2 separate regions of the Mus musculus genome follow, and region 2 is linked to region 1. Evidence: chromatin contacts called from public promoter capture Hi-C data. All regions are on one chromosome and are shown on one strand. The core of a region is the stretch at or near the end of the contact, and the rest is flanking DNA. Distances in the headings are between cores, read along the strand shown.

Evidence for each region. Capture Hi-C pulls out chosen DNA fragments and counts their contacts.
Region 2: a promoter capture Hi-C map of pancreatic islet shows a contact between it and region 1. The contact joins the promoter of Slc9a2 here to the promoter of Il18r1 in region 1. A contact is called at or near these places in 2 of 39 promoter capture datasets (hippocampal neurons and stem cell-derived epiblast-like cells), 1 of 115 datasets of contacts at active chromatin or transcription factors (memory CD8 T cells) and 1 of 9 other capture datasets (pancreatic islet).

Annotation. Positions count from the first base shown.
Region 1 is chr1:40,463,440-40,470,912 of GRCm38.p6, reverse strand. It overlaps Il18r1 (interleukin 18 receptor 1), which reads right to left and starts at 4,907. Exons shown (of 11, transcript NM_008365.2): 1 at 4,556-4,907. It overlaps Il1rl1 (interleukin 1 receptor-like 1), which reads right to left. Exons shown (of 11, transcript NM_001025602.3): 11 at 5,498-7,473.
Region 2 is chr1:40,677,158-40,684,630 of GRCm38.p6, reverse strand. Slc9a2 (solute carrier family 9 (sodium/hydrogen exchanger), member 2) reads right to left here and starts at 2,919. Exons shown (of 12, transcript NM_001033289.2): 1 at 2,466-2,919. The coding sequence starts at 2,757.

The sequences.
Region 1 (7,473 bases), core at 3,658-6,157:
TGCAGGGGAGAGAAAGGCTTACTTTGACTCACTATTTCATAGTTTCGGAGATTTCAGAAAGTTTCAAAAGTCTGAGAATTATGATGCGCCGATCAACAGCAAAGTTTGCACAAGGTCTGGGGCATGTGACCTGGCACCTGGAGCACTGTCCCTAGAGGAGAAGCATGTGACATGATCTGGGTCCGAGTCAGCACTGGCTATCCTGTGTGCTTACTTTAGGCGCATGGATAAAGTAAGTAGAAGTTTCCTGTAGTTACAATGCTCTTTCCAGGACTCTGACCCCAGGGCATTTCTCTTTCTGCTCTGGGCTTTGATCCTAGAACAGCCCAAGCTTTACCTTTCTAATGTGAGTAAGAGGAGCAGAACAGAAGAACACTCTTCCCTCATGGAGTCAGGTGTTCAGTCTAAATATTCCACAAATAATCCCTCATCTCCTGTTTACAGAACCACCTATCTCTTCCACGCCATTGCCTCAAAGGAACTCGGGGCCCCATGGAACACAGCAGGACATGAAGAGCTTGGTTCCCTCAGAGGCACACAGAACGGACTAGAATCCCAGCCTGACAATGCTCAAGGAGGAGCTGTGGACCTTGGACAAACTAAGTGTCTGGAGAGTCCATTCCCAAAACACACAGGGTAAGGCGGCTTCCTCCAGAACCATCGAGAGATCGCAGTATCTAATGTTCATGATTGAAGACATCTGGGAGCCTGGCAGCCTTAAAGCCAAGGGCAACACCCAACGGCCGCTCACATCCCTTCCTACCTCCTCAACCACAGGCGAAGGTTTATAATAAACCTACCCAAACCACATACCAGTTGGCAAGGGATGATAGAGAACAGTGTGAAAACACAAAGGGTATCCGTTCATGGAAAGTACCAACCGTTCAGAGCCAAATTAGAACAATGCACAACTCGAAACCTCTGCCGCCCACTCCGACACCTTTATTAATGTCTGATATTTCTGACTTGGGTAGAATACAAAAGTGTGATTTTTCCCCGTGCCTTTTCTCCAGTTGAGGCTGCCACAGGCTGGCACTATCTTTTTTTTCCTTCCTTCCTTCTTCTTCTTCATTTTAACTTTTAACAAGAAATAAAATTACGCAATCATTTGACATTCTGATAAGATACAAGTTTCAATGTGAGATGAGTTAAGATCTCAGCATATCAAAACTCCACGCTGACCACACTGCTGTGTGAGTGTGCGTGGGCAGTACTCTGATGTTCTGTTGGGCTTCTTAACTCGTATATGTGGATTTAAGGAACTGGTGTTTTTTCATGTAGGAATTTTAAGGATTGTTAGTGTTCTCTTGCTGAGTTTTTCATTTTGCATTGTTTTGCTTTGATGTAACTTGAAGTAACTTACTTTTCTTCTTTATTTTTTTTCTAATTTGTAAAATAATATCTGCCTAATGTAGAATGTTTATAAAAACAAAGAGTAAATATAAGAAAAATTTCTCACAATGCACCATATTTCCCTATCCTTCTTGTAATTTTTGTATTTGTTTTCAATAATGAAATGATGCACAAGTAACTTCCTGTCTTGTCTGTCCCTCAGTTTTATGGGGTACCACTGTGGGCACCAGGCTGCCTGGATCTGAATCTTCAAGCCTTTCCTTTACTGGCTTAACAATCATGGGCCAGTCACCATGCCTAGCTGAGCTCAGAGTCCTTTATCCACAGGAGGGAATGACAGGTCTACCTCCCTGTGCAAAAGTGTTCCTGCCCAAAATGTCTAAAGAATAATGTCATCTAGTTATCGGCTCCTACCACTGTCCTTATTTCTTATCATTTTACTCGTGTTGGGATATGGTAGGACAGAAAAGAGGCCAAAAGCATGATGAATGCTTGCTACCCAGCCACATTCCAGAAATGTCTTGGCAGCTTCTACCTGCCTCAAGAGTGCAAGAAACTTCCCACCACACCCAGGTCAACACATTCTACCCCACTCTTCACATCTAACTAGGCCATCCAAGTGGAACAGGCCTCTGGTGTATTTGAATCTGCTTTTTCTTTTTATTATATATGATTTAAATAATCACATAATGCTAGCTGTTTCAGTTCATGATTATCAACTCTTCCATTGCAAGTGATTCTTTCTCAATTCCCCAATGTCTGGAATTCTACCCAATTTGTTTAATTTCTCTTTTGGCATATTAGCATATAGAAAACTTTATAACCATGCATACAAGTCAATACTCTTGTGTGTGTGTGTGTGTCTGAGTGTGTGTGTTTCCATCATTTTAAAGTGGAGATCATTCTGTATTTCCCTCAAAGGTAACACAGACATTCCTATATTCCTCAGTTTTATGATTTCATCCTGACATTTGACTTATTTCTAAACTTACAAACATTTCATTTACTTCTTTGTCAGGAAAATGGGACCGAATTAAACTTCTACTTCCAAAATAACTATGAATTATTTCTCTGTCCAATCAATTAGTGTTACCTTTCCTTTGAAGTTGGTTGATATCCATTTACCAAGAAAAGGCTCTCCTAGAGCTCGATTGGAAATCTAGCACAGGTAGGTGCCTGGCCAAAAGCACATGTGTGTAAGCATGAACACACTCACTTTCTCTCGGTTCTCACTGTGCCAACGTTCCATAGCAGCTGATACTAACCAGCCTGAGCCACTCTATATTGGCTTCTTTGCTAAATCGTTGAATGAAAGAAGCTTACAAAATACATACAGATGCAAGTCCCGACTCATCATTCGATTTATTGCACACCTACACCATCTCTGACTTCTTAAAGCATAATGTCTTCAAAGGTTTATTTTGACAGACATGCTGCCCACTAAACACACACGGGAGGCAGCCTGAGCCCTTGACTCTTCCACATTCCCAGCTGATTCCAGTGTACAAACAAATGGAAAGCCACCAATCTATAGGTCTTGCCTGTGCACTCAGAAAAGTACATTTCTTATTAGACACATTCAGTTCATAGTTGACATAAAAAATATAAAATTAATCCATATGCAAGCATGTATGTGTGTGCTCATAAATAGAAAGGATAGTTACAAACTTAGTTGCCCAATGACATAAACTTTTCTCTAGATTAAATTAAGTGCTCTTCCAAACGTTTTGTGATCTGGAGGCATAGGGTGAAGGCCAGATGCAAGGTGACAAGTATCTCTGTCCCCCAAGACAAGGGAGTCCTTTCAAAGGATGTCAATGTGGTCATGTCCTTAGGTCCTGAGTTTCTGTTCTGTCCTTTTGGGTCCTTACCATGAGGAAACTGACCACATTCTAGTAAAAACAGTTCATCTGAGCACATAGATACTAAGCTCCTTAAAGCTTCCAGGTAAACACACACACACACACACACACACACTCACGTCCATACACACTCAGTTTCTAAGGCTGGGAGAGTGGGAAACAACTAAGCTTGTGACAGTTGAGTTTCAGTGACTCACAGGTAAACATGTCACCTCAGGGACAGTCATTGCTTAACAAAACATGACCCTGATGTATCCCTCACACTGCTTTGGTGAATTATGACACCCAATGAGGTTTTTCTTTTCCTCGCTGGGACCGCCACTGAGCTGGGCTCTCCATGACTCTTTTTAAACACGCAGTCCCTTTTGCTACAGTCTCCAATGGGTGTTTTACTTCATCTGCAGAAAGGCGAATCAGTCTGGTACAACCAACAAAAATGATCTTGAATACACCCTTGCACTTCTGCTTTAAGAAAAAAAAAAAGGTGTGCACATTTGACTTTCCATCTGTAAGGAAAGGAGAGTCATTGCTACCTCACGACACTTAGCGTAAAAATGCCTGCTGCTATTATCTCCATTTTCCAAAATGTGCCTTCACAAACATGGATCCGGACATGAAGACCATGTTCCCTTTCCCCCCCTCCCCCTCCTCTGGGACCCTATCGTCCTTGCAATATGACACGATGTTTGGCATTGTCAGGAAGCTTGCCAGTTCAGGCCAACCCTAACACACAGCACTTCCAGGGCTCCTGGACCAACCTCCACTTCCTGGTGAGGTACCCAGGAGAAGGCTCTCTGCTTTTCCATAATGTGTGCCTAAGGCAGATATTCTTGTGACTGCAGTGTGTGTGTGTGTGTGTGTGTGTGTGTGTGTGTGTGTGTGTGTGTGTTTGTGTGTGTGACTCACGAGTGTGTGCACAAGAGTGTGAGTGTACATGCATGTGTGTGGGCGCTTGTGCATGCATCAGTGCACACATATGTACATGCATGTACTCATGAGGGAGAGTGAACTATTCCCCAAATCTGCATAAATGGGTCATTCACTGATGCGATAACTGAAGATGTTCTTAGATAAATTTCTGAATATTTCTCCCCTCACACCATTTATTAAACCTGATATTGCCTGTTTCATTTGTCTCCTAAGAGGATTAAGCAACTAAAATACAGCACACCTGTGTGTATTGTCAGCAGAGGGTAAGAGCTGAACAAATCAACTGTTGCTGTGTTTTAGCTGTTCATACCTCTCTACAAAGAACATATACATTTGTACTCACTAGTTATACACACACACACACACACACACACACACACACACACACATACACACCACTCACAATTGACCTTGTTTTCAGGATCGTTGTGGGTGGTTCCTCTCCTTGCTCCAGACAGCAGAAGACAGTGAGGACTGGACATCAGAGTCTGCCCTTACCTTCAGAGAGGTGGCCCACACACAGGCCTGGGCAGTGGCTTCTCCTTCACTTACATCTGTGAAGCAGGATTCGCCCAGCAAGTGAGACTAAATACCTCCTGGTCCACAACTGTGACAACAGACAGGGAGGGAAGGCACAGTGAGGCAAGGCCAGGAGCTTGATTAGAGAGATTTGGCAAACCAGAGAATTATCGCAGGAAAAAAAAAAAAGAAGAAGAAGAAGAAGAAGCCAACGACCGGGGGTAGGGAGGTGGAGGGCTGGGAGAGGAAGATCAGAATAAGAAGAAGAAAGGAAAAGCTAAGGTTTCAGGTGGGCACCGCCTGGGATGGGAGGAGCTCCTAAGAGCTGGGGGACTGAAGCCTAGGGCGCTACAGGCTGCTCCACCCAGGAGCGCTCAAGCTTTCAGTTCTGGGAAGACCTGTACTCCTGGCAGGGTTTCTCTGCATGTCCCTGCTCACCTAAGAGCTCCACAGTTCCCAGAACTAACCCCGACACCCCACCGCTGAGGCGATAGAGCCCCTGGAGTTCTCCTGCCTGGATCTCAGCTGACTCCTCCGCCAGACCTCCAGGGAGGCACAGCCACCGCCTTTGGCTTCCCGGAACCTGCAGCCTGTCTACTCAACCACAAGAACCACCTGTGTGCCCTGTGCGCGCCACACCCTTCAGGCAGAGGGCGCTGAGAACCCAGGACTCCTGCACTGCGGGAGGAGAGTCCTTGAGACTGCCAGGCTCGCAGAGCCAACATAGTGCCAGCCAGCGCAGGATGCCCAGCCTCCTGGATGGGTGGAAAGCCACAATTGGGAAGTTATAGTGAGATTTTAAACTGTTCAAAAGAAACGAAGGCCAAACAGTATTTCTAGATTTTTTTTTTTAATAAGCTAGAACTCTTCAAACACACATGAAGAAAACACACAAGGAGTCAATGGCACAATTATTTTTGCCCAGTGAAAAATAATTTGTCATACAATAATAAATAGGAAAGGCATAACATTTTGATACATGGAAAACAAGCATTTAACAAACTTCAACACTCTTTCTACCAGAACTCACAAACTGGACAGTAGGACGGCTCCTTCCCTTCCTAATCTAATACAGAGATGGCTACAAGAGGCAACACGAGGAAACGCTTTGTTTACCTGTAACTGGTAAGCAAATAAGGTCAGCTCTGCCTGGACAAGCACTTTGAAGAAATGAGGGGAACAAAAGTAGAAATGGGAGAAAGCCCCACAGAAGACATTTTTACATGGATCATGCTTTGAACCTTTCAAAACAGTAAAATAAAACTAATATTTTGAGTTTAGCAAAAGCATCAAAGCATATGTGTGTTCATTACAGAAAAATCTATTATTTCTTCCCTTTCTTCTTCCTTCTTCCTTCTTTCCTTTCCTCCTCCTCCTCTTCTTTTTCTTTGTTGTTGTTGTTGCTGCTGCAGCTGTTGCTGTTGTTGTTAGGACAGGTTTTCTTTTTGTAGCTCTGGTGTCCTGGAACTAACTCTGTAGAGCAGGCTGGCCTCAAACTCACAGAGATCCACCTGCCTCTGCCTCCCAAGTGTGCCATGCTGCCCAGCTCAATTACATGCAAATAGTTTAGACTTATCAGAAGAATCTCGGGAACAAATAATAATTCTCTTTAGTCATTTTCCATGGATGGAGCAGCAGGCATGAGGAAGCAACTATTCCCAGGGATGAGATTGGAGAGAATTTCATTTTTAGAGGTCTTCATTCAGCACAATCATGGAATACACACTCAAACTCACACGGCTCACAATGAGATTTCATAATCACCAACATTAATATTTATCCAGTTCTTTCTGAAATCCGAATACTTCTATTTTCAGTTAGCAAAGAATCCAGCACGTTACTATGTTCCATCCAACCTAAGAAAAATTACTATCTGAGGTTGCTAAGGGACGTCCTCACAGCCACAGAGCAAGGATTCCGTTATCGGGAGTGAGGACTTCCTCCTGATTGCACGTTCTGGGACATGAGACAGTTATGTACACAGCATGCTTTTCAGTGGTCAGTTTTGGCAACTCACTAAGAAGTAGATGAAGCTGCAGAAGATCAAAACCTTCTACTACAGCAGAGCAGGTGGACTTAGCAAACCAGGCAACCACAGGGTGGATGCATGCGAGGGGAAGTTTGAATTCCTCATCACCCTCAGCTCAAGCTTCAGCCTTTGAACTGAACACTAGCAAATGTTTACCTGGCAACCCAGCCTAAGGGTACAGACTAAGAGCACACTGTCCCCAGAGAAACGGGCTACTCTAGATCCTCTACACACACTTCTGCATACGGCTTCTCTGCAGCCTCATATGTTGACCGTGAGTTCAACATTCCCCTCCTTTCAAGAGTCTCCCAAATTCTGTGTTCATTGTCACCTCAGCCTGGAGTCCCATCACCGACTGAGCAACTCAGCTAAGGCAGGGCTCATATCTATTGGCAAAATTCAAGGTACCTGTAAGACACTTGCCTGGGCTCTGGATCCGTTTCCTGGGTGCCTAGGACCTCACGGTCTGTGTGTGCTCCTGGAAAAGACTGTCCAGAGGACCTCTGACTATAGATTGATTCTGTTCTGTCCAAATTCCCTACACATTTCATAGGAGTATCACAAAAGTTAGCTGTCGCACAGTGACAGATACATTTCAGTAAGTAGGAAAATGTCCCGATGTGACATGGCAGACCTGTTTCTCATTCTGGCTGCTTCAGCCATAGTCTGCAGCACAGTCTAAAATGAGACATTTGGAACTTCTGTGAATGTTAAAGAAATCAGCCACCAGTTTTCATTATGGTGGTAAATAGGAAAAGCTGCCTAGTCTGTAGTGTACAA
Region 2 (7,473 bases), core at 1,670-4,169, 220 kb before region 1:
CCTTCAGGAGCAGCCAAGGAGGCAAGAGAAGGATCGGTTACAATATAGAAAGAAAATGGCAAAGACTCCAAACAACAGATTTCCTTTTTAACTTGAAAAATTCCACTTCCTGTTCTAACATCTATTTCTTTCCCTTTACATCGGGGAGCCAACACCTGTGGACTTGAACCTCTCTGAAAAAGAGACAAGAATGGAGTGCTGTCATCTCTGCCCTGCCCCAGTGGCCTGAGAAGTACAGAATCCAAGGAAAGCCAATGGACTGGGAGGATACATGTGCAAGGTATTATAACTTTGGTCAAATCTGGCGTTGTGAGGGCATAGTGGCCTGTGAAACAGAAGAGGGCTAAGACCATGGTTAACAGAGACGTGAAGGTGCCTGTGTGCAAACTTTGACTCACATAAGCATGGACACATTTAACCAAGTTCCACACGGTTAGGATGACGATGTCCATTAAGATGACTGGAATACCACAGCTGGGTTGAGAGGACTCCCAAAGGCAGCCCAAGAGAACAAGAGCTCAGGAATAAACAGAAGGCAAGAAGCACAGAGACAGCAAAAAAAAAAAAAAAAAAAAAAAAAAAAGGGCCACCTAGCACTGTGGCTCTCTGGAGCACCGTGGCCATTGTCACCAGCAGCACGCCTGCCTTGACAACCAGGATTAATGGACAAACCCACTCTCCTCTAATCCTTATTCCAGAATACTCTTTCAGAGAGGACCAAAGATGAGGCATCAGGCCTTCCTCGGCCTAGAACTGGGTCTCTCCACCCACCAGCAAAGCTACCTCATGTCTCAGCTTCCTCCTCCCCAAAACAGGGCCATCATATCTACCCAGGATGAAGGCTGTGAAAATGAGGGATAATGAACTTAAGTGCCCACTAGCGGCTGTTATTAGTGTAATTAATCTGATTAAAATAATCAGGGGTAAAGAACAGAAGAGGGTGTCAGAGCAGAAAAGCAGTAATGGGAAAGGTCACAAATGCAGCCCTCCTGGGCTCCGACTCAGGCACAGGCAGGGAACCAGAGGCAAGCTACCTGTGTGCATTTGGTGGGTCCGACTTTGTGGGTCATAGTATGGACTTTCCAGTTTTGGTTTCCACCTCTCTGAGGTGAGAGTATTCACAGCTGCACATCCCTACAGGGCAGGGATGCTGTGGGGGATGATGTAAAGAGAGAGCATCTCGGGCTATTATTAGAGACCATGAGCTTATGTGGCTGTTTGCTTGATAGGGAAGTCCATGTCTCTTATACCATTGCTCAGATGGAATTAAAGCACGCGCAGCTAGTTGGTCATGCCAGAGCCAGCAATTCCAGACTGCAGAGTCATTATGTAGTGTAGGACACCTTTGCTTACCACCATCACAGGCTAATAGATTTAATCTAACCTCGGAAGTCAATGCCAGGCTTAGCTTGCAAGTTCTACACTCTTACAAACCATCCCTGCCACCTGCTTAGACCCACCCCTTTCCAGTCACACTTTTTGTTTCTCTCTAGAATGCTGTTTCCGGTGAACAGCTCACACTGACCAGACTTTAGTCATCCTTGAAAACAGTCTGTATAAGTCAGGCCAGGATGTGACCCCTGCATCTATCCCCAGCCATATTGTGTTTGCCGAGGAGTATTTCCTGTGTTGTAACCATCGATGCCTCACCCTGATCATCAGAAAGGTTCCCTAAGAAAGGCTGAGATGTATGGAAAGCTGCATCCCACAAGGTGAATGCAAAAGCATAGAAAACACCGCGTTCTTCTGACCTCATACATTTTGAACAGTACAGCGATAGCGAATGTGCTTTAATACTGCATACAGAGTAAAATGGTGAGCGGGCGTTATGATGGAGTGATCAGGTTAACAGATGAGAAAACGGGCTGAGCTTGGGGATGGGTTAATTATTTGTTAATAGCTGGTCTCCCTGGCTCCAGTTACCTCTAAAGAAGAAAAGGCTTTCTAGAGAGGAAGGAGCCCAGAGAGCCCAGAGAGAAAGAACAGGGCACTGGTGTTGTAGTGGCAAGCATTTAGGTGTCCACAGTCCCAATTTAAGCACCTCATCAGACAGGGACATGAGGAGGGTCTGTGTTCTGCCAACGCACCCTCTCCCATCCAAGATCTTGCCCACTTCCACTCTCCTCTCTACTTGTAGATGATATACAATCTAGCTAAGCCCTGCCTCAGTTAGCAAGCAAGTCTCCCTCAACTTTGGCACAGACCTGTCAAACTTGACGCTCAAAGCAGAAGTTCACAGTGGGTCTCTATGCTATGGGCCAGTCTTTCCCGGCTTTCCAAGGCCAGCGTCGGATTAAGAACAGGAGATCTTTCAACCACAGGAGCTAATCTGTCCGTCCAAGGCTGCCTTGGTGCAGGAGGAGCTGGCCACTATCTGAGACCAACTACTTGCCTACTTGGCGAGTCACCCACCAGGATCCCCAGTCTGATCGTCCCCGCCCCCACCCACGGGTACAGTTCCTTACCAATCTTGGCCAAGGAGGCCAGTAGGATCCACAAAGTGATCTCGAAAGGGATTTGCACGTGGGGGTAATCCAGGGTGAACACGGGCAACCGACTTTCCTCGAACGGCGTCGTTCCCGGGGCCACCACACTGGCAGGACTTGGCGGGTTGGAGCTGGCACCCCTGGCCCTGGGTGCGTCCAGCAGGGTCTCGGCCAGCGCGCCCGCCGGCACTGCCACCTGCAGAGACAGCAGCAGCAGCAGCAGCCAAGACAGTGGCGCCCGCACGCTGTGCGCGGTGCCCCGGGGGCCCATGGGGTCGGCAGCTATGAGCGCAGCAGAGGACGCTGGTGTAGGATCTGGGTTCCCTCAGAGCATCGCGGGAGGGACAGCACTACTAACTCAACGGGACTGCGAGAGTACCACACCACCGCCTCCACGGGGTCGGGGCCCTGTCGCCAACCAGTTCGGTGGGTGTGAACCTCGCAGGGCCCGGAGGGGAGCGCGCAGCGACAGGAGGCCACTGCGCGGTCCCTCGGCCGCGCTCAGCCTTGCTCAGCCGCCCTCCGCCGCCGGCCGCCCTCCCATGCCTGGCAGCTACAGGCCCTGCCCGGGGCGGCCCGAGGGCGGGCGGGGACGGGGACGGGGGCGGGGCGGGGCGGGCGCGGCGCCCCGGTGGCGGGGCGGGAGGACGCGGAGACCCGGTGCGACGCGCACCTGCCGCAACCCACAGTCGACGCGGGGGCGAAGGTCGCGCCGCTCTCTAGCCCGCCCGCGGACCAAGAGCCGCTGTTCTTGGGAGCCCGGGAGCTGTGGGTGCACTAGGTGCTCGGTGCGCACGGTGGCCTGAGCTGTCCCCGCCCCGGAGGCAGCGTCGGCCGTCCATCAGGGCTGGGACCGACGCGACCCACGCGTCGCGCCCTGCCCCCTCCCCCCGCAGGCTCCTGCAAGGAGACACCCCGGGGCGCTGGCACGCGAGGAGGCGCCGCGGGCTCAGGCAGGGAGGCGACGCCGGGCGCGGAGGAACTGGGGAGCCTTCGCCACTGCTGGGTCTGCAGAGACCGACTCACCGAGGGGAGCCTCTCGGGGCCTCGGAAAGATGAGAAGGAAGAGCAAAGCACCTTGAACACAGCCTGTTCTCTGCGCACCGAAACTCCCGGTTGAGAACTCAGCGCTCCCACGCTCTCCCAGAACCCTTGTCTTTCCGCTTTTCCACTCCTTGTAACAGTGTGCACTCCACTTTTCTTCCCTCCCCCAGCTTTGGGGACGAAAAAGTCTCTGTTTTTAGGCTTCGAGGTGAATCTGTCTGAGGGCATCAGAAACATAACTATTTCGTGGAAAACCAGTGATTTGCCTAGCTTAGACGGACTTGTTCGGCTAATTACAGGATGGACTGCGGTTTGGAAAAGCGGGATTCTCCCAGCGCCAACTGGCCCTTCTCCCGAGCCCGACCTTCCGCAGGGGCATTGCCAGGTGCCCTGCCTGCGATCCCACTGTCCCGGTGTCCTCACGGTGAGAAACTGAAAGGAACCGAAACCAAACCATCTGCCTCCCAGTTAACCCACACGGTTTCCCCTAAACGTATAAAATAAAAATTCTTATCTTTCCCACAGGGTTCCGGCTCTTGTTTATACACCCCTCAGTCTGACACAGAAAGGTCTAACAGAATCTGTGAGATGTCAGTCGTCGGAGGCCATCTGAATAGAGGCAAGCAAGGAACCTTTGAGTCTGGGAAAGGCAGGGACCATTCTAGCCCGAAGTAGAATGGGTCTCAGGGTTGATACAGAATCGGCACAGAATGTATCAGTTTTCCAGCTTTGAAGTGGAACTGCCTGTGAAGATTCTGTTTCCTTGTAAAGATTTACTGAAACAGGCAGAGCCTAACCCTTTTCCTCCCTGCTGGGCATTTGCATATCAACGACTGATTCTCCCATCTCTTTTCTAAGAAAGGACTTGTTAACTAAGTGTTTTCTTTCTCGAATTGCCTTTCTCTCCAGAAGAGGCGCTGGGAAAGCACTTTCACTTGAATTTTTGGTTATCACAAATACCGAAGTTGGGAGGGAAAAACTGTATCTGTTTTACAGGTGAAGCACTGCACACACACGAACACCCTTCTAGATTAAAGTTCTAGAAGGTATCCACACCCAGGCCTGACCTTGCTAAAGCTGGTTCCACCCCACACTACCAATTTTAGATTATTTATCAAATAGAACAATGAAGAATATTTTAGGGGTCGTTTAAGAGCATAACTCTTAATAGGATGAAGTTCTGCGGAGAGTAAGCAGCACACAGTCAGACAGTTATTCTTAGATGTTGTGACATCACAGGAGGGCAAGCACGCAGTCAGACAGTTATTCCTAGGCGTGAGAATGTTGAGAACGACTGTGCATCGTAGGATAAATGACATTCCACCTCACTGTCTAGAGTATCTACACAGGTCACAGATGCTGGAGTCACTGTCCTTTGTAAATCTCTGCTACTGCAAAGACTAATCGGTTTTTGTAAAACTTGGGAAAATCTTTTTATTCAGTCTTGTGGGTGATAAAGAGGAGATAAAGAGCAACCTGCTGGGGCTGGGGAATGGCTCAGCCCATGAAGAGCCAGCATGTAGACTTGAGTTTGAATCCCAGAATCCATGTGGTGGTATCACACATTGTGAGCCCAGTATTCCTCTGGAGAAAGACCTGAGGCAGGAGAATCCCAGGTGCTCCCAAGCCAGAGAGAAGTGAACAATAATAGACCCCTTTCAAACAAGGGACAGGGCGAGGACCAACAAATACCTGAGCCTGTCCTATGAACTTCAGCCATGTACCACACACGCGCGCGCACACACACACACACACACACACACACACACACACACACACTTTCATCTTTTACCCAAAGCAAAGAAAGAAAGAATTACATGTATCCTGTTATGCTTACATCTTAAATCTGTCTCAGTGTTACATACACTAAAAGCTGGTCACTAAGAGGAGTGGTGTTACATGGCTGTGGACCCTTAGGAGGTGAGCCCTAAGGGTAAGAAGTTAGGTCATTGAGGGCAAAACCTTGAAGAGCATTTTGGGGTGCTGGGACATCTCTCTGTCACTTCCTGGTCACCTGAGTTATGTAGCTTTCTCTGTCATGTGTCCTGTTGCTTTGCCACAGACCACAAAGCAATGGCATCAACTAACCCTGGACTGAATGCTCTTCACTGAAGGCTAAAACAAATCTTTAATCCTTTATCCTTTTCCTTGGTATGGTGTTTGACACAGTGAGGAAAGTTAGGGTGGCACCGCTGTTACCATTGGCTTGGCCATTTCCCCAAAGGGTCCTATGGAGGAGCTCAGCCCCTGAGACCTCTGCTTTCAGCTGTACCCACAGAATGACTGAAAGCAACAGTTAGATATTGTCTGGACTAACTTAAAACGTGTTAGTGGCTTTTCCAGTACCATTTAAAAAGACCATGATCTTCCAGTGATTTTCCCAGTGACCTGGGTTTCTTCCTCCCACTCCCCTTCTCTAACTCCCATCTTCTATGAACGGTCTCACTGCTCCTCCTTCAGGGCCTTTGCTCATTCTGTTACTGGTACAAAGGAGTAGCACCTCACATTTTGCTGAGTCTTTTTTGAGGACTGAACTCAAAGGTAACTGACTTCAAGACATCTTACCTCACACTTACACTGCTTTAACGCCCTTAGCTATATCTCCTGTAACTTCTCAGAGACTGATCACTGTATTTTCCCGCACTACGCGGCTCTCATAAAAGTGTTGACAAGTGGTTGACCTGCTTGATGCAACTTACTCTTGATTCCAAGCACAGGGTGAGGAACATGAGATTGCCACACACGTGCCGGAGCAATACAAGTATGGCTTGACAAGAAGTCTTGAGGCGTCAGTTCTTCCTCATGGTGGGCACCCTCACACTGGAGAGAGACACAAGGTCTCTCTGGCATCCCGAGACACATTTCTATCTAGTGCTTTATGACTCATGCTGAGGGCTTTGTGCCTCTATCCTTCCCTACCAAGATGTTGTGAGGACCTAACCGCACTGGAAGAGCTCTAGATATTTCCAGGAATTATAATTACAGGTTTGAGACTCTTTCCCTCAAGTAACACTAAAGTGCTTACAATTCTTCTCAGTGATACTCTGGCTCCATCACCTCTCACCTCTAATGGTCTGTTAGAACATCAGTGCAGTTAGTGGAGACCATTGACAAGAATCATTCCTACCGCCTTCAAGCAGGCCAGGGTCCTGGGACTATTTAAAGATGAAGACTGGCAAGGCATTTAGTACAATTTCTAGATACAAGAGAAAGCAGCTAGGAAAATAATCCTAAATTACCAAGAGAAAAGATGCCCATAAAAATAATAGTGTTGAGATTAGAGCCATTATTGAACACTAAAACAACAACAACAAAAAAGGAACAACGAAAAATTAGTTTTATTCCCCAGCCTCTGCTTCAGCAACGTCTGGAGGATGCCTATGTTAGCAGCCATACTGAGTTTGGGTTAGAGAAGAGTTGGGTATCTGTTTCTTCCATGTGAAGAAACAGCCTGGGACTCCATACCCTACCAACTGTGCAAATCACTCTTTGAAAGAATTCCAGCAGGCTGAGTATGTCATCACTATCATTGTGATGAACGAATGGGATGCTAACTGCTTGTGAGTGGTAGTGGCCCCCTGGTGCCACAGCAGGGCGCCAGTGCTCTCTTTCCAGGACAGTCCTAGTGTAGGTCTACTAAACTAGCCCAGCCTGAGCTAGATCGCTGGGCAGGAACCCGAGAATGACTCCACTAGACAATGCTGGCTCCGGGTCTGCATTCCACAATACCTAAGACCAGAAGCACTGGGATTTAGGATTCCTCCACCCATATTTGGGGACACTTGCATGAATGTAAAGTGTTGTTTAGTATGCTTGTGCTGTCACTTCGATCCCTGACATTGGGTCAATTTTCCACTTGTACACTCTTGTCAGCATTCAAAACACTACAGCTTTTTTAGGGTTTTGTTACAGATTTTTAAATAGACATTCAACCTGTCCTACC